Linked DNA regions of Mus musculus: regions 1, 2, 3, 4, 5 and 6 are each linked to region 7. A link is a contact called in public HiChIP or PLAC-seq, Micro-C and promoter capture Hi-C data. All regions are on one chromosome and are shown on one strand. Each heading gives the region's core, a stretch centred on a gene start, on an enhancer-like site or on the middle of the called end of the contact. The rest is flanking DNA. Distances are from core to core; before and after follow the strand shown. Region 1 holds the start of Atrnl1 (attractin like 1). Region 2 holds the start of B230217O12Rik (RIKEN cDNA B230217O12 gene). Region 3 holds the start of Prlhr (prolactin releasing hormone receptor). Region 4 holds the start of Fam204a (family with sequence similarity 204, member A). Region 5 holds the start of Trub1 (TruB pseudouridine (psi) synthase family member 1). Region 6 holds the start of Cacul1 (CDK2 associated, cullin domain 1). Region 7 holds the start of Eno4 (enolase 4).

Evidence for each region. Promoter capture Hi-C pulls out the DNA fragments that hold promoters and counts their contacts. A called contact is a pair of places that touch in the nucleus more often than the background predicts. HiChIP or PLAC-seq counts read pairs in DNA pulled down with a chosen protein or histone mark.
Region 1: a contact with region 7 is called in a Micro-C map of embryonic stem cells, with 5 times the contacts expected there. The contact joins the promoter of Atrnl1 here to the promoter of Eno4 in region 7. A contact is called at or near these places in 1 of 39 promoter capture datasets (pre-B cells) and 1 of 484 Hi-C or Micro-C datasets (embryonic stem cells).
Region 2: a promoter capture Hi-C map of pre-B cells shows a contact between it and region 7. The contact joins the promoter of B230217O12Rik here to the promoter of Eno4 in region 7. A contact is called at or near these places in 1 of 39 promoter capture datasets (pre-B cells) and 1 of 115 datasets of contacts at active chromatin or transcription factors (astrocytes).
Region 3: a promoter capture Hi-C map of hippocampal neurons shows a contact between it and region 7, with 5 times the contacts expected there. The contact joins the promoter of Prlhr here to the promoter of Eno4 in region 7. A contact is called at or near these places in 3 of 39 promoter capture datasets (embryonic stem cells, hippocampal neurons and liver) and 1 of 115 datasets of contacts at active chromatin or transcription factors (astrocytes).
Region 4: a contact with region 7 is called in a promoter capture Hi-C map of liver, with 3 times the contacts expected there. The contact joins the promoter of Fam204a here to the promoter of Eno4 in region 7. A contact is called at or near these places in 4 of 39 promoter capture datasets (the 3T3-L1 cell line, hippocampal neurons, liver and 1 more), 1 of 484 Hi-C or Micro-C datasets (CD4 T cells) and 1 of 115 datasets of contacts at active chromatin or transcription factors (pancreatic cancer cells).
Region 5: a contact with region 7 is called in a promoter capture Hi-C map of liver, with 4 times the contacts expected there. The contact joins the promoter of Trub1 here to the promoter of Eno4 in region 7. A contact is called at or near these places in 4 of 39 promoter capture datasets (hippocampal neurons, liver and pre-B cells).
Region 6: an H3K27ac HiChIP or PLAC-seq map of embryonic stem cells shows a contact between it and region 7, with 11 times the contacts expected there. The contact joins the promoter of Cacul1 here to the promoter of Eno4 in region 7. A contact is called at or near these places in 4 of 39 promoter capture datasets (the 3T3-L1 cell line, hippocampal neurons, liver and 1 more) and 2 of 115 datasets of contacts at active chromatin or transcription factors (astrocytes and embryonic stem cells).

What each region holds. Positions count from the first base shown.
Region 1 is chr19:57,609,358-57,612,542 of GRCm38.p6, forward strand. Atrnl1 (attractin like 1) reads left to right here and starts at 1,677. Exons shown (of 29, transcript NM_181415.4): 1 at 1,677-2,286. The coding sequence starts at 1,997.
Region 2 is chr19:57,359,259-57,362,349 of GRCm38.p6, forward strand. It overlaps B230217O12Rik (RIKEN cDNA B230217O12 gene), which reads right to left and starts at 1,641. Exons shown (of 3, transcript NR_040316.1): 1 at 756-1,641. Fam160b1 (family with sequence similarity 160, member B1) reads left to right here and starts at 1,751. Exons shown (of 17, transcript NM_145505.4): 1 at 1,751-2,112. The coding sequence starts at 2,068.
Region 3 is chr19:60,466,825-60,470,049 of GRCm38.p6, forward strand. It overlaps Prlhr (prolactin releasing hormone receptor), which reads right to left and starts at 1,480. Exons shown (of 1, transcript NM_201615.2): 1 at 1-1,480. The coding sequence starts at 1,302. The coding sequence ends at 190.
Region 4 is chr19:60,225,258-60,228,062 of GRCm38.p6, forward strand. It overlaps Fam204a (family with sequence similarity 204, member A), which reads right to left and starts at 1,444. Exons shown (of 8, transcript NM_001358273.1): 1 at 1,387-1,444.
Region 5 is chr19:57,451,448-57,454,691 of GRCm38.p6, forward strand. Trub1 (TruB pseudouridine (psi) synthase family member 1) reads left to right here and starts at 1,459. Exons shown (of 8, transcript NM_028115.3): 1 at 1,459-1,749. The coding sequence starts at 1,500.
Region 6 is chr19:60,579,427-60,582,454 of GRCm38.p6, forward strand. It overlaps Cacul1 (CDK2 associated, cullin domain 1), which reads right to left and starts at 1,597. Exons shown (of 9, transcript NM_030197.2): 1 at 902-1,597. The coding sequence starts at 1,292.
Region 7 is chr19:58,942,117-58,944,910 of GRCm38.p6, forward strand. It overlaps Eno4 (enolase 4), which reads left to right and starts at 1,309. Exons shown (of 14, transcript NM_178689.4): 1 at 1,309-1,505. The coding sequence starts at 1,341. It also overlaps a transcript of Hspa12a not described here.

The sequences.
Region 1 (3,185 bases), core at 427-2,926, 1.3 Mb before region 7:
CTCTACAGGACATGGCTCACACTATTGTGTCCCGGAAATGGATTTTTTTTTTTTTTTTTTTGTACAAGTGAGAATCAGCTGCCTTTCTTCTTTTGGGAAGGAGCCTTTTTTTTTTTTTTTTTTTTCCAGGACTTTTGTTTTCCTCTTAAGTCATTGCTGAGGTATTTGCAAACCAAGCCAGCCAGCACTTATGTTTTATTCACCAAAGGAGAACAAAGCAGCTGCAAACAGAAGTGGGCTGATAAACATTGAAAACGCACACAAGTTAGAGGACTTGATCCGTTTCTGCTACCAACACGCACCTCAGCCTTTCTCATGCTATTCCCTCATCTGCGAAATGGGGTTAATAGAGGATTTTCTCTGTGAATTGGGATGATGGAGATTAAAAGAGATGACGTGGGTACATTATTCCCAAAATAAACTCGGAGTGAATCTTAACAATAATATTATGACTGTGGTTACAACCAAAACTTTTCTGCTCCAGCTGTCAGAAATGTCTGGTGAGTTTCACAATCTTGTTCGTACCGCCTGCTCCTTGGTGGAGCTCCAACAACTCTCGAGGGTGCTTGCCTGCAATTTGTGCACAGCTTCCTCTCAAGGGTTCAGCTAACAGGCCCGTATAGAGAAAAGTAGAAGACATATCTCAGCTTATGCAATTAAATCTTGGAAAGTCATCTCAAGGAAGAAATAGATGCCGCTGAAAACGGGAAAGGGCCCTTTCTGGAAATCACTTCTGCTTTTCTGAAGGAAAAAAAAAAGCCCCGATGTCGCAACATTTTTCAAGAGAGAATAGTGTCCCAGACGAAGGAGGAAACATAGACAAGAGAAAAGAAGATTTGGTGAGGTTCCGAGGCAGCGTCGGGAGGGGTGGCTCTCGGAGCAGTTCTTTGTTGGGCATGAGGAGCCCCGATTGGGCGATAAAGAGCCGCCGCGGCTGAGGTCGCCCCACGGGAGCAGCTTCGCGCCCCATGCAGCCCCTCACCCCACTCCGCCCTGTCCCTGCACCCCATAACGTGGTCAGACCGCGGTGCCTTTAAGACTTTGCTGGCTGCACATGCTCAGCTCTTTGTGTGTAGTTGGGAGTTTTTAAGAAAAAAAAAAAAAAGAAGAAGAAGAAGAAACGTGCAGGAGACTCGGGGAGCGCTGGGGCGGGCGCCTCACTTTTGCAGCCCGCGGAGTACAAGGTTGCCTTCCTGCCGAGGCCCCGAGGTCGGAGTGGGTTTCTCCTCCGTGGGCTCCGCGGCGCGGGCCACACCTGGGGACGCACTCCCAGCGGTGCCCGCCGGCCGGGTGGGCGCGCGGGGGAGTCCCAGGTCCCCGTCAGGGGCCGGGCGAGACCACCGCGCCCGGACCGAGGGGGGGGGAGTGGCCACGAGAGTGCGTACGCACAAGGCTGCGGGGACGTCTCTCCGCAGTTTGGGCTGCGACCGCGGCCACAGCAACTGTGTCTGGAGGACGGAGGGAAGCAGGCTGCTGCGGTATCTCAGGCTAGCAGGAGTACCGCCGGGTACCGACAGCCGCCCTCCCCTCCCCGCGTGCTCCTGTTGGACGCGCCCATCTCGGGGGCTCCCGCGCGGCCCCGCCCTCCCGGGCGAGCCTCGGCATTCGGCGCGGGGCGCGGGCGAGGCGGGGCCGTGCGGGTCCCCTCCCCCTTCCCGCCCGGTCCCCTCCCCCTCGGGTCCCCTCCGGAGCGCGGGGCGCCGCCGGCTCTTCGCTCCGCTCCCGGAGCTACCGTGGCTGCAGGGTTCGGCTCGCCGAGGACAAGGTCAGGGGAGCGGGCGGCGATGCCCGAGTGTGACTGGAGGCAGCCGACCGGAGGCCGCCGCGCCTGGGATCCGCCGCTCCGGACCGGTCAGCGGGACGGGGGTCGGCGCCGTTGAGGAGCCGAGGAACAGCAGCGGCGGCGGCGAGGTCCTCTGCGGCCGGGATCCCCGCTCAGCGGCATCCCCGTGCGCTCCCGCGAGCGCAGCCCCGCCGAGCCGGGACGCCGAGGAAGATGGAGCCGGGGGTCCGGGCCCGCTCGGGTGCCCCGCAGCCGGCCTCCCCGGTGCTGTGGAGGGCTCGGCCGGCGGGCGGTGGGGGCGCCTCCTCCTGGCTGCTGCTGGACGGGAACAGCTGGCTGCTGTGCTATGGCTTCCTCTACCTGGCGCTCTATGCTCAGGTGTCCCAGTCCAAGCCCTGCGAGAGGACTGGCTCCTGCTTCTCCGGTCGCTGTGTCAACTCCACCTGCCTGTGCGACCCGGGCTGGGTTGGGGACCAGTGCCAGCACTGCCAGGGCAGGTTCAAGTAAGTGCTACCGTGGGACCCCAAGCCTCAGCCCTGCCCCGCCAGCGTAGCTCCCCGCCCCGCTCTGGCCTCGGGGTCCCCGGGAGGGGGCCCTACGCTGCGCCCCTCCAGCCTCCGGGTGCCCCGGGGAGCTCCAGCAGGCGCCCAGCCCGGGCTGACTCGGTGCTTTCCGCATGTCCTCAGCGGCTTGTCATCCTCTGCGCAGAAAGAATGTTCTCACTCCAATTCGTGCCAAACTCCGCCAATTAGGACAGTATCTGTTTCCATCAGAAACGGAGGAAATAACTCATGAAAAATCCATGAACATTGTGAGAAGTCAGAGGCGTCAGGGTTTAAAGTTGTGGCCCAGCTCCTTCCCTGTGCTGTTCCTCTAGTCAGAGAGCACGCCTCGGTTTAGTAATCGTCGAGTGTGGTAAATAGGGTTTACAATGGGCAAACTACGATCTGTACCTTGTTATAAGTTTCTAGGTTGGTCCTCTCACCCATTTCCCCATAAGTCTATAACTTACTGGAATTTTACGCCTTCTATCCAGAACCTACAGAGAGAAATCCAGGCAGCAATTTAAGTTAACTCGATCAAGGTTATGCAGAAAATGCTGAGTCGTGATTCCAGTCCAGCCAGCTTCACTCCAGAATATGCATTTAGAGGTGTTGGGTTTATCAGGACAGTCATGGCTTTGTGTGACTTTTGACAGGTGTATGGGGGACAGCAGTTTGGTTTTGCTGAAAAGCAAGGTGCTAAGGAGCCTGCATCTCTGGGGAAGAGACACTTCTCCCTATTGGCTGATGCTTATTAGATTTCTGCCTCTATAAAAAGAAGTGGGGTGGCCGTTGGGAAGGCGGAGAAGTGGGTTTCTCTGAGAAACTGCAGGAAAGCGGTCACCGAGAAAGCTTGTCCT
Region 2 (3,091 bases), core at 391-2,890, 1.6 Mb before region 7:
GTGTTTTCAAGGGTAAAGGGAGCCTCCTCTTGGGTTTCCTCAAAGCAGTGGTTGAGGTGAGTCCAACTGCATCAACAACTGCATCCAAGCACTAGGCAGGCTATACATTAGTGCCTCCTCCAGCATTCGGAACGGGAGTAGGAAATCTATCTACTGGCTATACATTAGTGCCTCCTCCAGCATTCGGAACGGGAGTAGGAAATCTACCTACTGGCTTTACATTAGTGCCTCTCCCAGCATTCGGAACGGGAGTAGGAAATCTACCTACTGGCTCAGTTACAGTTCTAGCTAACTTGTGCGTCTTAGAAATTAGGGACCAGGCAGATAAATCATTGAGTATTGATATTAACCCATAGCCAAACATATATTTTATTGTGCTTATAATAAGTATGCAAAGTTAAATATCCATCACACACAACTTGTAGCCCGCCTAAACATCACTCCCTACACAAGTTGTGGCTGCAGGACATTGTGAAAATACAAACTGCCATGTAATTAGCCAGGAAAATTATTATGGTTGATAAACTGACCAAACCTCATAAGTAGTATGAATAATAACAACAAACATTGTGTGCTCTAGGATGGAGCAGGAACAAGGACCTTGAACGTGGCAAGGAACACAGCTCAATGTCCAACAAATAACAGAGGATGTTGCCAGCGTTTTAGTTTACAGAAAGCAAGGCTATGCTTACCTGCTTTTGAGCATAGCAGAAGCAAACAACCAAAGCATGAGAAAGACTCGAGTCTCCCCTTACCTTCTCTCTTGGTTTCCTCTCCTCTTGTGTTGTTACTAATGTTATAACAAGGAGGAGAGCCTGTGATCCCCGGCTTTCTTCACTGCTACATTGGTAACCTCACGGCCCAGAATGGCAGAGCTGGATCCAAACAGGCTTCTCAACCCTGCTCAGAGTTGCGGCGCCCTCTTCTGCCCTCTGCTCAACGAATTATACTATCAATAGGTATTTTTCATCCATGTTAATGAGAAATCTACTTCACCCTAATGCAGAACTCCCCGATCCTTTTCGTGAAATGCTAATACCAGCTTGAAACAAAGTTCTTCAGATTTTCAGAAGTTGCATCAACCATCTTAAAATGGTCAGTGTTTCCTCTACGCCTTGTTTAATACACATTTGCATAGTGTTTTAGGAAGCCTCCAGCCCAGGGCTCATTAACTTGAGGCTTCACTCATCGGTGTTAGGCATCCTGAATATTATTTCCTTTTCCAGAAACACACTGAAACCTTGTAGGCCACCATCCTGCGTTATTTAACCGAACCCTCATCCCACGTGTCCATTTGGCATTTCCGGGTTTTGATAAGGATAAGCTATTTTAGTCTAGCGGGATCTTCCCACCTGCATTGGATGCGGTCGAATCCCTAGCACGTGGACCCGCTGTCCGTTTTTTGCGTTCGGGATGCTGGTATTTTCCCAGCGGCCTTCCAGTCTTGCCCTACGTATGGTACGCAAGCGCAGCGTCAACACGTCGCTGCCAAATCCTCACACTGCTCTCTGGTCACCGAGAGACGAGTGCCAGCACCGCCGGGTGCGCCACGCCAGGCCCGCCCTCCCTCCTGGCCTCAGCCTTTCAGCGCCCCGCCGACCCCGCCCGCCCTGCTCTCCCCATCGGCCCCGCCCTCAAGTCGGCCCCGCCCTCCCTGCTGGCCCCGCCCTCCCCGCCCTGGCCTCTGCGCGCCCCGCCCCGCGTCCAGCGACGCCGGCAGCGGAGACCTGGGCTTCCCCGGGCCGCATCAGCGTCCCCTGCAGGCCGCGGCGGGCACGGCAGCCGGAAGAGCCCGAGCTCCTGCCACCGTGTCCGCGTCGCCGCCGCTGAGCTCCGCGGTGCCCCGATTGCAGCCGAACGACCTCGGAGCCGCCCGCCGCGGCCCCGCGTCCTCCGATCAGAGCCGCCGCGCCTCCCGCCCGGCCTCCGCCCTCCGCTCCCCGCCCGGGCCCGCCCGCACCGGCCTTCACTCTGGAGCGGCCCGGGCAGCCGCAGCAGGGGCGGCGGCGGCGCATCGAGGAGCTCTCCAGGTCGTCCCGGGAGAAGCTGCTGCAGTCCCGGGACAGGATGTTCTCCAAGCTTACGTCCATCCTGCAGCATGCCGTGGAGGCGGTGAGTCCGATTGGGGTGCGGGGGGCTGCGAGGCGCGGGGAGGGAGGCTGCGGCGAGGCCTGGGCACCCCCGGGGCCTCTGCTCTCCAGCCGGGGACCGGGCGGCTCCCGAGGCCTCCTGGCCGTTAACCTCCGGGGCTACGTGGCCAGCGCCGCGCAAGACAAAAGAACGGCGGTGCTGGTGGGCAGGGCTTGCTTTTGCTTTGGTACGGGTGAGAGAGGAGCGGCGGGGACCCTGGGGCCCGGTCCACACCGGTACCGGCTCTGCCAGCTCGGGCCCAGCGGCCCACCTCGGCCGGACCTCGGTGATCGATCTGCGGGAGTTTGCGGGTCCGCGATCGCCCAGCTCACACCATCTGTTTCCCTTTTCTTGTCTGTAATGCGCTTCCTGGAGGCTCTTGGCGCAGCCTGCAACCGCTGTACTGTGAGCCTGGTCCTAAACAGCACCGGGGGGACAGAACTCAAACCGCCAAACGTACAGCACCCAAAAACCTAGGAAGAGAATGCTTTTCTTGTCGGTGCTAAACGCGACCCTTTGCTTTATTTTACTAGCTAATTTTGGACTGAGTATCATCCTATGTGAAGAAAGTTACTGTGTTTTTTTTTTTTTAATGGCATTTTCTTTGCATATTGAGAATGGCCTAATAGTAGCACTTTCAAATTCACATGACTTTCTAAAGAAAAGTAAAAAGATGACAAAATACCACGGTGGTTTTTAGGGTCAGCTAAGAAAATTAGAGTTGTGAGTTTCAGATATGGAGACAAAATTTTAACACAATTGCTTTTTACATACTTCGTGGAATTTGGGTTTCGCTTGGTGGCACATCAAACAAGAAAGAAATGGGGTTGCCTGAGGAGCAGTGTTGACACATGGGGTAGAGAACTGCACTCTAAGATGCCAATTCTACTTTTCTTGCTTAATATGGAGTCAGTGTGCAACAGCATTGGTAAAATAATTTTTAAAACTTTTAACAACACTT
Region 3 (3,225 bases), core at 230-2,729, 1.5 Mb after region 7:
CTCTCCCCAGGCTCTTCTGCTCCAAAGCCCACCTAACATTTCACAGAAACACAAAAACCAGACAAATCAAAAGGGCTGGGTGGGAATTCGCATGTGTTGGCTTAACTTTGGTGCTGGGAATAAGATCTCACGACGACCTCTGGGGCTAAGGGATATGAATTTCCCCAGCTCGGACCTGGCAGAGCGACATCAGATGACCACGCTGACAGTCATGTTCTGGCCATGAGGCACAATCTTGCGGGGCCAGGACAGCAGCATCTTGCGCAGCTCCTCTCGAAAGCTGTCGTGCAGCCATGCATAGATGAAGGGGTTGTAGCAGGCGGAGCTCATAGCAAGCCAGTGGCAGAGTAGCTGCACCAGCCCGAAGGCGTAGGGGTCGATGGCACGCGGGTCCAGGTCTCGCAATAGGTTGAAAATGTGCAGCGGCAGCCAGCAGACCGCGAACACTACCACCACCACCACCAGCAGACAGAAAGTGCGGCGGCGACGCGCTCGGTCCCAGTCAGCTTGACTCTGGGTCACGCTGCCAGGCACCACGCGGTTCCTCAGCTTCACTGACACCCGTACGTAAGACAGGAGGATGGCCAGCAGGGGGAGCAAATAGGTGCCCAGAAGCAGCCCCCAGGCGTAGATCTGGCGTTGGCGCTCCTGCGAGCCCCAGAACTCCTCGCAGAGGCTCACGTCGTGGGGCTTGAGCTCCACATGGTAGGTGTGCACCGCGGCCGGCAGCGCCAGCACTGCAGATAGAGCCCAGATGCCCAGCACCGCGTAGGCGCTGAGCCTCAGTGAAATGCGCCGACGTAGCGGGTGCACCAGAACCACATAGCGGTCCAAGGCGATTGTGGTGAGTGTGAACACCGATACATAGACGGTGACCGGCTGCAGGAAGAAAACCAGATGACACAGGCCTCCACCGAACACCCAGCCCCGAGGTTCAAAGGCATAAGCTAGCGTGAGAGGCACACAGGCGGCACACATGAGCACGTCGGACAAGGCCAGGTTGCCAATGAGGAAGTTGGTCACGTTGTGCAGCCGGCGCACGCGCGCGATCACCAGCACAAGCAGGCAGTTGCCCACCAGACCCACGACCACCACGATGCTGTACAGCATCACGATCAACCCCTTCAGCTGGTGCACCAGCTGCAGGCTCTGGAACGGCGTGACTGCTGCAGCTCGGGGAACCGTTGCAGACAGGTTGCCCTCCGAGGCCTCTGCGCTCTGGTTGGCTGGAGTCGAGCTAGCTGGCAACAGCCCAGAAGACAAATCGGGGTCTCCAGTGGTCTCAGTGGACAGTGAGGTCATGGCTACCTGTTCAAAGGTAATCAAAGTTGTCACTTTCCATCTTCCCTCGTGTACCTTTTCCCACCACCCAACTCCTCTCTTGGACACAAGACCCAGAACATCAAGCGCAATGAATGTTGTCCTTCCAGTTCTATAAAAATAAGCCTAACACAGGTTCTTTAAACAGCTCCTATTCGTGGATAGCTCTCGCGGTCCCCGGAAGGCAGACCGGGGAGCTGGCCCTACCTGTGAGCAGGCTTGGCTGGCGGGAAAAGGCTCTCAAAGGCGGGAGCAGACCGCCTGCTGTTCCTCAGGGGTCCTCAGCCAACAATGGACGCTCGCTCGGGTTGCTCTCTTCTACTAACGGATTCAGTAGTTCCCAGTGGGTCAGCAGCTTGTGAGGGGTCTGGGAGCTCCTCCCCTCCACCTCTTCCTGACTTCAGCTCTCCCTTCAATGGAAGATGGGGGCGGAGCTTACTGCCCAACTCTGTGCTTAAGAGGAGCAGCATGTGTAGTAGGAATAAGCAAGAAAGGGGGTGGGGCCAGGAACCTGGGCCCCACGCTCCAGGGTGATCTCCACTTCGGAAGTGTGCAGTGCCCCTGGAGAAGCTGTTCCAGAGGGGCGTGTCCCAGGGGATGACAGAGGAGGTGCGGGAAGCGCCAATTTGTGATGTCCACCAGGTGTAGTCTCCAAAGGCTGAGAGGATTTGGAAATAGGGAAATGTAGATAAACTAGGGAGTGAAGGGAAGTCCTCACAGGACAGCTCCAGATCCTGCAGAGCTCCAACTGCAGCTGACAGAGTCGCTAGAGTTTGGGGTCTAGCAGAGCTTTGTTATGCTGCACCTGTCGCTGGTCAGGGATTTTAGGGCTCTAGCACTCCAGTGTATCCTTTGAGCCTTTTGCAGGTGTGGTGGCCAGAGTTTCCTCTCAAAGGGAAAAAATCAGCACCACGGGCAGCTCCCCAGTGCTGTGTGGGTACGGCGCAAGGGGGCTCGCGACAATCGAAATTACTGCAGCTCTGTGGATCTGAGGCTTGCTCCCTGGAGCAAAAAAAAAAAAAGAAGTGCAGGATGGAGATTGAAGGGTGACTTTGGCTCCGATATGGATCATCACCAGGGACCGTGCCATCATTTACCTCCCTAGCTCAGAAAAACGCAGCCATCAGGCCAGTTTGTGCTCTATAAATTCACCCCAATATCTGAACCCTGCCACTCTTTGCTCATTTCTCTTTGTCGCTACAGCAACCCAAGGCGCCACCTGTCCTAGCAGAGATTGTTGAGTTCCTGACTTTCTTGTCCTCCTAGAATAAAAGCCCTTCCTATGTCGGTTTAGATATTTTTTTCTTTTTTACGTACTAGCGGTTGCAGGGTTTCAGAAAGAATAACAAAGGTGACATTTGAAAAGGTTAAGTTTCATAAGATCTTTAGTAGCATGAAGTTGTCACTGAAATATAAGTTAAGCTGCACAGTGAGAGGTCTGTCAGGAAAGGGGCTTTGTAACCACCCTGTTCAGAAGCCAGGGCTTCTGAAGGAGGCTGAGTTTCAATGTCTAGTCCTCTCTGGTAAGCCCTACTTTAGCCTCTGGGGCTTCAGATATCTCAGTTCTACTAGAAAGCTTTAACAAGTCATTCCACTCTTGAAATTCCAGTGAGTCACTCACACAAGAAGAAAAGTCAGTTATAGCACAAAAGCTACCCATTATTGTGCTATTTCCACTCTACACCCACACTCTCTGAGCGATAATACATGTAGCAGAAACCAGTATGAAAGTCAGAGTGGTAAGTAGTTCACGTGTGTACTGGGGCACTTTCCAGAGAAGGTAATTTACCACTTGCCAAATAAATCTGGTAAAGGACTATAAACACTGGCAAAGCTAATAAGTAACGTGGCTGGGATTTCTATCCAGATCTGCCTTACTTCAGAGAAAACCTCTGTGTGTATGTG
Region 4 (2,805 bases), core at 194-2,693, 1.3 Mb after region 7:
GCTTCTCTCCTCTACCTCACTAGATGATCAGTTTTCAGAGGCTCTGCACAGGGTCCACTGAAAAGGGGCAGGAAACCAAGTTACAACAAAAGACAGACAAGCAGCAGGAGAAAAAGAAGGCAGACCTGTCACACACCACACACAAACCAAGAGGCAGGCACTAATCTTCATCACAACACACATTAGAAACTAACAGCAACTCTTTCTACAACTGGCCAAAATCATTGTGATCCAGTTACGCCTGACAGCTTTAAATTATGAACTTTTAGAGGGCAAAGTTGGTGGCGAATTCTTGGAGACAAAGATTTGGGAGACAGGTCAAATCTAGGCAAATTTTACTAATAATTTTTTCTGCACTTTTTGCATATGAAAAAGGGGAGATATTATACTAAGTAACACACTGAGAGTCACATTTAGAGATTTGAGAAATGTATTTCTAGACCACAAAACTGGTTACAAGCAATACCCAAAGGATAAAATCTGCGCATCCAACAAATTTTCTGTCTCTACTATGCCAGAATTTAAGCTGCATTTCCATCAAGTGGCTGTCTTATGTATTCGATTTTAAATAATCACAAACATCTAAATTTAATCCTATTTGTAAAATAATTATAACCGCCATCCTCTAACCTATAAGAGCATAATAAATAGTTCCTGAACTTTGGAACTAGTTAACTGACACACTTTTAGGCTTAAGATTATCAACATTAATGTAAATGTCTTATTTATTGTTAGAAAATGTGTTCCTTTTTCTTAAAACGACACAGAAAACCCGAGGGGAGTCAGGGGCCTCAGTTCAGATATACTTCAAATAAGTTATTTATTTTTTGTATTTTTAATCTTAAGGATAGGTGAGTTTGAATTAAAACAATGTTTACAGCCAAGGCTTGGAACCCACTTTCCCCCGGGACCCTCTCTAACTTGTGTGGAAAGATTTTAAACCACGCAATCCATGCCACTGTACAAGTACTTACAAAGTTCAAGACTGAGAGGGTGGCTCTGAAAGGCACACCCCTTCCCGCACGGACAACCTGGAACTCGGCGGCACTCACCCGGTGCGAGGCCGCACCACCTTCAGCTCTCCAGCCGCGTCAGAACTCGCATCGGGACGCCGGCGGAGCGGCGAGCCGCGAACCTCGCTCTGGTCAGCCGCAGTTGCTGTGTGGGCTTTCGCGCTCCTCGCTGGCCCGGGACCGGACGGCTACCTCACGACGCCCCCGGAGCCCAGCGGCGCCCGCCCGAACCCAGGGTTTTCCAAGCCCGCTTCGGCAGATCTGCGAGGACGAGCCGCCCCGACTCCTGCGCCGCCCTCCCTGCCTCGGAACACAGCCCGACAGGCCGCCGCGAATCCTGCCGCCAAGTCGCGCCTCGCGAAGCCGAACTTACCAGGGAGGAAACAGCGGCTCGGCGGCCATCTTAGAACCCCGCCAACATCGTGTCTTCTGATTGGCTCGGGCGGATCAGCCAATCGGCTGCGGCCGTTCTGGCTCTATGGTCGCCCAGGGAACAGCCTGGCTTGCCTAAACGCCTCTGCTAAGAGGAGCCTGTTGAGGTTTTGTTTTTGTTTTTTGTTTGTTTGTTTGTTTGTTTGTTTGTTTGTTTGTTTTTCTCCTTTTCCTCACTTTAACCAAGCGATTTTTTTTTAAAGTTTTGTCCTTTCCTCGCTCCTTTCCTGTGCTGGTGAACTTGGCTAAAGAAAATGCTGACTTCGATGCCCACCTGAGTTCAATGGAGAACTGTAGATGATCTCTTCAAGGAAGGCTTTGCTTCCTTCGCTTCCTCGCCACCCCTCTCCCCAGCCTTTCCTATCTTTTTGCGTATATTTGAGTGTCCACTGTGTTCCAGGCCTCATGCAATTCTCAACCGGATTCCAGTTCTCCAGGGACTTTCCAGTCTGGTTGACCGAATCAAATCCAGCTAAGCACCCCCTACTCAGAAGTTGATTTACCAGGCTGGCATAGTGTATAGGTCCTGATGAGGGGTTTACCGGCGTGTAAATGAGGAAAAGAGCAGAAATTTTCACCATGTGAAAACAGTAAATCCAGGCGATGATACGGGGATGAAGTAGGACCACTTCAGAAATGCTTCCATTTTCTGAAGTACTGTTCTGTACTCAGATTATGTTTCTATTTTCTTGTGATGGTTATATAAGAAACTACAGGGCTGAGAGATAGCTCAGTAAGAACCTAAGTTCATTCCACCCTCAGAATCCGTATTTTAAAAGCCAGGCATGGCAGCCAGCACTGTGGATGCAGACAGGCAGACTAGCCTACGAGGCAAGCTCTAGGCCAGTGACCACAAAAGACAGGTGGGCAACCCCTAAGGAACTACACTTTCGAGTTGTCTTCTGACCTAATGCACATGCATTAGAACACATATATGGCACATGCACATACAAAATACAAAGCCTTGAACAAGTTTAAAAAAACTTATGAAAAATTAAACTTTGCAGAATTGATTTGAACAAACAGTTGTTTCATGAATAGACTCTGGCCCAGTCAAAGTTCAGAGTGTTCCATCAGTGAGCAAGCAATCTTTGTAAATTAAAAAAAGGTAAAAAGAAACATATAATACTGTGGTTGGTCATATCTTAGTATTTACCTTATAAAAACATGGTGTGATCAGCTGTCATACTGACTGGCTAAAAGTCAACTACTATGACTGACTAAGACTCAGCAACACGTTATAAGAATACTAACATACTCTTAAGTGAAGCTGCAGTTCAAGCTATTTAGTTTTTCAAAGGAAGGAGTTGGTTGTAGGCCAAACTTAATGCACACATGGCTTAACTTACAGTAATTTTCA
Region 5 (3,244 bases), core at 209-2,708, 1.5 Mb before region 7:
GAAAGACTAGGAGACTGGCTTGAGCATTTGAAACCCCTCCAAACCCACCCCAGTGACACACTTAGTCCAACAAGGCCATAGCTCCTAATCTTTGTCAAGTAGCACCACTCCCTTAATGAAAAAGCATTCAAATCTATGAGGCTGTGGGGACCATTCCTATCCAAATCACCACACAGTTAGAGAACAGAGAACATAGATTAGAGGGTAGCAGAAAAGAGATATGGTGGGGGTGGGGGAGAGGGAAGGAGAGATGGCAGACTGTCTTAGTCAGTCTGAAATATAATATTAAATAAAATGACCTGTGAGTTAAAGGCTTGTCCAATGTGTAAGATGTTGGCTACTTTAGGAAATTAGAGCTTGATTTTTCTAATGCCCAGAATACTCTATCTGTAATGATTCCTCTGACATACATTTGTTGCGTGAATGGTAGACGTGTAACTGGCATCCCCTGACTGGGATCATTAGGCAATGAGGCATCATTAGGGAAGAATGTTAGCCTGGCAGAGCACTATGAGAAAGAATGGCTGTAAGGCAATGTGGGGAAACAAAGAAGACAAAGTGGCTATCCCATAATAACCACACTTCCATTTAATGCATTTGGGGAAGAAGTAAAAGGATTTTTTTTTCCTCTCTTAGAGGGACAGCCTAATGCGAGGTCTGCAAAGAGTTTAAATATTAATTTAAACCATAGGCGTTTTTGTTGTTTTGGGTTTTACTTGTTTGTTTGTTGAGATAAGGTCTCAGTATGTTACCCTGGGTGGCCCGGAACTCACAGAAATCCACCTGCCTCTGACTTCTAAATGCTGGGATTAAAGGCATTCACTGTAGGGGGCTAGGGGGAATTTATGCTAGAGTGAGTTGGTAAATCCTGATCGGACACATTAGTCAAACAATGAATTTTGATTGTTGGTCCTTGATGTTTTGTCTCAGGAATGAGACAGTGGCCAAATAACTGAATGGACCTTGGGGCTAGCTTTAGGAATGTAACCTACAGTTTAGCAGGGGAGAAGGAAAAGGGGAAGAAGAGTAAAGCCTGTTGGTGCCATGTTTGCCATGCCTGTTAGAGAGCCCTTCATGCACCACCACGAATGGATCAACCATATATAGTTTTTGATTCCTATAAAGGAATAGAAACTCCAAAAGAACATTAACATTTTTTTTAGAACTGTCAAAAACTGCAGTCAAAAATTCAAAATTCATACACACACACACACACACACACACACATGCAGGTTATGGGGGGGCGGTACAGAAAGGAAGTGACTCTACCTCAAATACACAAATTAGGTGTTTGCGTTGGATAGTTTACAGCGGCAACTCCAATGTACCTCTTCACGACTAAGAGCATTTGGTAACAGAGATATTAAAGGTTCCAGCAGAACTCCGAGATGCCAGAGCAAGCCATTGGCCTATACCGAGCCTATGGACTACAATTCCCAGAAGGCCTTGCAACACATCGGTGTCATCTCTGCTCGCCTCTTGGCCCAGGCCGTGAAAGCATGGCAGCTGCAGAGGCAGAGGTGGTTTCACCTCTGATTGTGGACACAGCTCCTGACACTTCAGGAACAGCCGAGGCCTCTGTAGCAGCATCGGTGGCGGAAGCGGCCAGGACTGAATCGCAAGCCCCGGCCTCCAAGGCCGCCCTGGCTGCTAAGCTCATGTCGCTGAGCGGCGTGTTCGCCGTGCACAAGCCCAAAGGGCCCACTTCAGCCGAGCTGCTGAACCGGCTGAAGGAGAAGCTGCTGGCAGGTACTGCCGCCCGGGTAGGGACCAGGCTGAGGAGTTCTCCACCACACTGGGATTTTTATCTCTAGTCTTTCTTCTTTTACTTACTGACTTACTTTGTGCGTCTGTGGCTCAAGATAGAAAGAGTGACCACCGAATTAACTCTGGACGAAAACCCAGGGCATCTTAGGCTTGGACTTACCCAAGTGCACACTCTTTCAACAGTGGCCCTTTGAGCTTCTCACGGGAAGTACGTGTAGAGTTGGGGGACCAGTCTGCATATACAGGTTTTCACCCTGGTGGCTGCAGCCCAGTTTTCTGTAGTTTGATCCCTCCCAGGGTTTTTGTTTAACTCTTGCGAATGAGTACCACCAGAGGAAATGCAGGCTCTCTACCCCTAAGTTGCAAACTTAAAAGTTTATTTGAAAAGCACATAGGCTGAGTTAGCTAGGATTTAGAAAGGACACCACTTTCACCTTTTAGTGGGCACGGTGATTCGTCTTCTATACAAATGCAGGTTCCTGATCCCCACACTTGCAGACCCTGAAAGTCTGAAGATCTGGGATTATTTTGGAAATTGTGCTCTATTGCTTCAGATTGTGCTTTCTTTCTTCTTCTTTTTTTAATGTAGTATTTTTTGAGGAACATTAAAATAGAAGATGGCCATTTTTCTAACCATTCTTCCTCTTGATCATTTATAACAGGAGCATTAAAAAGCCAAAACCCTTTAGTTTTGTTTTGCGTGTGAATGTGTATGCAGTGTGAGTGTGTGTTTGTAGGTGAGAGGTGATGTTGGCCATCTTCAGACATGGCTTTCCATCTTGTGTATTGAGCCAGAGTACCTCACTTGAACCTAGATCCTGCCAATTAGGCAAGTCTGCCTACTCAGCTTGTTTTAGGGACAACTGGCTAGGAATCAGGGTAGCATTCAGTGTCACCCTCGTGTTTATAGGGGTGCTGGAGATCCAAGCTCTGGTCCTCACTATTGCTTGGCGAGCACTTTACCCTGTGAACAGTCCCCACGGAGCCTTTCTTTTACTGGATTCTCATGTTAAGCTGCATCTGTGGAATCCTATAGGGACATAGGATGAACAGTGGCCGCCTCTTCCCTTAAGTCGGCTTACAGTCTTGTGATCTCTGCAGTTCCAGATTCTCCAGAGCTTCAGCTTAGCTTGTCTTGTTACAGGTACAGAGAAACCTCTCACAGTGCTCAGTGTCACCTGGAAGACTTAATCTAGTTTTGTTTGTTTGTTTTGAGATAGGTTTGCCTTGAGCTCAACTCAGTGATCCTCCTGCCTGAGCTCCTGAATGTGAGACTTACAGATGGGCACCTCCATTCTGATTTAAATTTTCTCTTTTAGCCAGGAGCCAAACTATTCTGATAAAAACTTTGCTAATTTAAATGTTTATTGAACAGATACACACATTCTTCCGGATGCTAAACAATGGTGTTATACTTGCTCATTTGTGCTCATCGTTAAGTGTGGTGGCTAACTTTGATTGCCACCCCAATATCATC
Region 6 (3,028 bases), core at 347-2,846, 1.6 Mb after region 7:
AAAAAAAAATTTCAACAGCTAGGTGGGCAATTACTGTTATAGCTTAATAAAACTTAACTAGAAATAAAATCTCCAGTTACATTAGGAGATGCCATTCTAAATTTGCAGCTAACAAGGACCTGGCCACCACGTTCCTTTTACACTGTCACCACCACTCTGAACTAAAAAGCACTACTACCTTATTCTTTACCTAGCTATGGAAGCACACTGCCTGATTGTGAACATTTTGGGGTCAGTTTTTATCTTCTATCTGCAAGTGAATTTCAAGGCAGACCGCTAAAAAGTTCAACCTGCGGTAGGATCCTGGTTACAGTCACTTGCTGAACCGCTTCTCTGGAACGTGATTTTACACATCAACTTCAAAGACTTGTAGCAGTTCCCACTACATAGTAGAAGTAACTAAGAATTCCCTGACAGGATGCAAAAACTCACAGAGAACAAAGAGTTGCTAGAGACCAACGTTCAGAAGCCCGATTTGCTAAAAGTACAGCGGCAAAGAATACAAGAACACATTTCTTTGCTCTCTGGTTGAAAAAAAAAGACGAAAGGCCTCTAACGAAATTCAAGACCGCCTTACTTTTCCCTCTCGCTCTGTAAGGTGAAACTTTGAAGGGGACACCCTAGAGAAGAGCTTACTAATGTTGAGAGATGATCAGGAGTATTAAAGATCTTTTCTAAAGCATAAGCTGAGGCTGCGCAGGTGTAACAGGCAACACTGGCTGGCTGGCCGGATACTGGCCGCAGACACCGAATCAGGGTGGGAGGGTTAAGAGAAGGAAAGAGAACTAAGCCTGGAACAAAGGAAGTGGAGTTACTCTCAGGGCGGGGGGATTCCACGAGCTGGTGTGGAGAAGCCTGGCTGGGGGGTGGGGGTGGGGTCGTGGAGGAGGGACAGACTCACGGAACTTGGAGGTGGAGGTGTTGATGTTGATAGTGGAGCTGGAGGTGGGGGCAGGGGCCGTCTTGGCCACCGCGGCGGCTGCGTCGCAGCTCTTCAACATCATGATCACCCCGTTTGGTTCCGGCAAGGGCGGAGGCCCCATCGGGAGCCCTTCCTTAGGACCCTTCCTCTCCATGGAGCCCGCGTGCACAGCCAGCAGCTGTCCCCCCGGGAGTTCTCGGCCTGGATCCGGGATGGACGACGAGGGCCGCGGCGGCGGCGGCGGGGGCAGCGGCGGGGCCGGCGGAGGCTGGCGGAAACTGTCCGCGGCGGCCTCCCAGTTGTTGTGATTCTGGTCGTCCATCATTGCCTCGTAGGTGAGCATTTCCTCCTCCTCCATGCTCTCCTCCATCCCGCCGGGCCGCGGCTTCCCAGGCACCTGCCCGCCCACCTCAGCCCCCGGGCCTGGGAGCGCAGAAGCCGCCTCGAGTTCACATCGCCCGGAGCCCTCGCGGGTGCGGCGGAAAATCCAGTGGCGCACCGAGCGCTTTCGCCCTCCGTCAAGACGACTCCGCCGGAGGAACCGCTGACTGAGGTGGGCACTCCCGGGGTCTGGTTCTGAGAGGCAGCCGCAAAGGGCTGACGTCCCTCACGACATTTTACAGCAGTTTCTTCTGGCCTTTGGAAAGGGCTCTGGGGGAGCGGCCAGGAAGGCACGTGATGCGAGGGACGGCCTGGAGAAAGCTGGGCGAAAAGGGGGCGGGAGCTATGAGTCACCTCAAGGCGAATGCACCCAGCGGCGCGATTCCCTCTCCCTCCCCTCCCCACTCCCCCCTCCCCATCAGTTTAGACCAGGTGTCCAGACCCGGATTCGCTGGCCCCGCCCCCGGCCGACATTACGTGATAAAGGACTTTGGTCTGCGCACGCGCATTCTCTAACTTGTTGCCACAACTAGTCTGGGTGTGCCCGAGAGTGGACCCAAAAACGGCGCACCAACGCTCTTATGTTTAACAGCCCCCTTCCCTTTTCTTTTTTAGTCTTTTCGTCTTTTCTTTTTTCTTTTTGTACTCCAAACTGGGCTCCAACTAACTCCAAGCAGTCCTCTTTCCTCAGCCTTCTGAGTGTCCCTTCATACCCCATGCTGGCTAACCTTTCCATAGTGAGGGTCCCCCACCGACACAGGCTTTTTGCCACCCAGACCTTGACCTCGCAGCCTGAGCCTTTGCTTGGGGAATGAAAGGACAGTGTGGCAGTAGGCCCTGGGTACAGACTCCAAAGGGTAGACTGTTGGTGTGTGCCGTTTTTTAGCCCTAGGTATCCCAAACTAAGAAGGACAGAATATTGATTCAGAAATTGCACAATATACATTCCTTCCCAGAGTATGTGAAACATTTACAAAAGATAAACATACTGTGTCTCTAAGCAAGTGTCTCTGCATGTCTGAGGACTGACATAACCACATTCTCTGACCACTGTGCAGTTAGAAACTATTAGGGTTCTCTAGAGTCACAGAACTTATGGAATGTCTCTATGTATTAAGAGAAATTATTGGGATGAATGACAGTCTGCAGTCCAGCTAACTTAGCAATGGCCAGCTGTGATGGGGAGCTCTAAGAATCTAAGTAGTTGCTCAATCCCACCAGGCTAAGTCAGCTGGTCTTCTGTATAAACTAGAATCCTGAAGAAATAGGTTCCAACAGATGTGTTGGCAAGTGCAAGCAGGCAAAGAATGAATGCTTTTTCCATTGTCCTTATGTAGACCTCCAGCAGAAGGTGCGGCCCAGATTAAAGATGTGTACCACCATGCCTGGACCTAAGCTTTTGTTTAATGGAACTTGCTCTGTCTCAGGCTGGGCTTGAACTCAGAGATATGCTTGCCTCTGTCTCCTGGGATTAAATGTGTATACCATCTTGTCTGGGCCTAAGCTTTTCCTGGGCACTGTGCCTCAAGTTCTAGATCAAAAGTGTGTGTCATCCCATGTCAAGACCTGGGTGTCTTCCAGCTTCAAGATCGGGATTGCAGGTGTTCCCTCCATTTCTGGATTGTAGTTCATTCCAGGTGTAGTCAAATTGACAAACCAGAAATAGCCATCACAGAAACCATTAACTGAAGGATAACTGGTAAGTCCCCACTGTGTTAATCTTTT
Region 7 (2,794 bases), core at 59-2,558:
AAGTGGGCAAGGAGATCAGTAGAAAGAGCAGTCTGCTGGGGGGGTGAGAATGTGAAGCACAGCTTTTCTTAAGACACAAAACTCAACCTTCACAGGATGGGCGAAGGAGGTACCTTCCACAGGAGGCGGGTTGGTATGAGGACGGCCACACCCAGGAATAAAAGCAATGGCAACATTGTGGGCTCGTTTTTAAACAAAGGTGCACTAAAATCCCAGCTGTGAGCGCTCAGCTCTGCGATGGACAAGGAGATGACTAAGTCTCTGCTTCCACCATCCAAGGACTTGCAGCCAGCCAGAGGGGAGGGCAAGTGTGTGATGACCCATCACACCACAGAAAGGAAATCGTCCTCAAAGAGAGTCCAGAGCAGGGAGGAATGGGTCTCGGTTATATAAGCGTACTTACAGAATCAGGTATTTTATCCACCTACATCCAACAGTACATTTATGGAAAACAACTGTTCCCAAATGCCTCTTCGCACTCGGGGTTATTTTAAGTGATTGTCCAGCGGACAGAGCAGGTAAGATTACGTTTTCCAGATGAGCAATGAAGGCACAAGTCTTTTAAGCAACCTGCTTTCTGTTGGGAACATAAAACAGGCAACAATAAAAAAAAAAAAACACGAAAACACCCTGTCTGTCTCGGCCCACTCCTATCCATTACTTGGATCGTCCTGCACCATCCAAGTAACGAGCACAGAAATAAGTTCTATCATTGCGTCTGGTACCTAACTGTCACAGTAAACAGGCAGCCCGCTGCTACAGACCATGACCCAAGGACTTTCTCATGGGCTGCGTTTTGCATGGCCTCCACCTCGCCCTGGGTCTCTCCAAAGCATCATCAGTCTTACTTCCTACACTGGGTTTCACTCTCAGTAATCTCCCCCAAAGGGAGCTTTCTGAGAGAGAGCATCACGAGGCGTGCAGCAAGCACAGTGCGTGGGTTGGAAGGGATGCATGCCCAGGACCTCCACGGCTCAGGAAGGGCACCCTGGGCTCTTGCATCCCTCTCCCTCGTTAACTGCAAGAGTTGAAGTGGCGGGTACCGCTCCCCAGCTTCTGCAAAACGAACTCAAACAATCGTTAAATGCCTCCCCGTCTGCAAAACTGTCCGAGGAACAGTGACAAACGGGGACGAGAGAGCACTAAGAGCGAAGCATTGAAGAAAGGCGAAGTGCGGACGGGACAACGATGGGTCCCGAACGGAAAGCTTGAGTCTCGGTCCACCAAGGGAAGGAAGCCTCGCGAGATCTAGGGGTCGTGATCTCGTTGCGTTGCCTAGCGACAAAAGGACGCTGGCGGGCCCCCTGGCAAAACCCCGCTGTAGCCCTAAGTCTCCTACCATGGGAGATGAAGACGGCGGCCGCAGAGGCGGGATCACTAGGGACCTGCAGAAGCTGAAGCAGCAGGCGATGGCGTACTACCAGGAGAACGACGTCCCGCGCAAGCTGGAAGATCTGCTCAACTCCACCTTCTACCTCCAGCCTGCGGATGTCTACGGGCACCTGGTAGGGACGCGCGGGGAGCTCCCTCCTCCCTCTGGCCCACGCTGCGGCAGCGCGATGCGTCTGCGCCTGCGCAACGGAGTCGCGCCTGCGCGCTGCTGGGCAGAAGGGTTAGGGGATGCCCAGCTGAGAGCAGGGCGAGCGTGCTGCGCGGGGAGGATGCGGAGAGTTGACAAGAGGACCCTGAATGGGTCTGTAGCTCAGGTCTGCTCCGAGACTGGCGAGCTTCTTTTCTATCCAAGGAGCTCACCTGCCGTTGGTTTTCTAAACCACAGACCTGACGCTGAACTTACCTTACCTGCGGGCGGGGACGCAAGCTGGACCACGAAACGAATGCCAGGGACTTGGCTGCAGCCCACCCCGGGTCCCATTCCTTTGGCTTCCACTCCCCCCTGATGTCTCAGATTCCAAGTCTAAGCTCCCAGGTGTGAAAACCTCACGCACCCTGCATTGGCTAGGTACCCAACGTCTCGGGCCAGTGACTGCCAAAATGCAGATTTCACTCGGAGGCCCTTCTCCGTTGTTGACTGAGTGTCCTTGAGCTCTCCTAGGGCCATCCTACAGTAATCCTTTGAGTTACCTAATGGTTGGCTGCTGAGGAGGGGGATTCCTGTGCATCAGATGTGACTTGGAAAGGAGTTGGGGTACCTACCACTCGTTGTCTTCGTCTCTAAAAGCTCTGCAAGATTTAAAACAAACAAACAACCCTCCCTTTTTTAAATAAAGAACTTGGGCCTCAGGGCTTTAACTAGTACCCCCACCCTCACCCCTACCCCTGCACTGTGGGACAAAGGGACAATTATAGACTTTTTGTGGAATAGGTGAGTGAAGGCCTTATAAAGATTTCAATCCCTCTCTCTCTTGCTGAAGGAACTGTTAACTCGTTGTCTAAAAGGACACCTCACCCTGTCTCTTCCTAGTCTGTTAGGCAGCCTGGCACTGGTTTGTACAGCTCTTTGGGAACTCCCATACCTTAGTTAGGGGCGGCCCCATTTGCTTTCTATCCTTTGCTACAACATTCTGACCAAAAGCAACTTAGGAACTTGTTTATTTGGTTTACATTTCCATGCCACAGCCCATCACTGAGGGAAGTCTGGGCAGGAAATGCAGCAGAGGCTATAGGAAGAAAAAAAATGCTGCCTACTGGTTTGCTTCTCATGGCTTGCTCAGCCTGCTTTCTTGGACAACCCTGGTCAACCTGCCCAAGGGTGTCAGCGCCCATAGTAGGCACAGCGCTCAGAAGTCAATCTTGGATCCCTTCCAAGTGATTTCTGCTCTGCCACTTAAAGGAA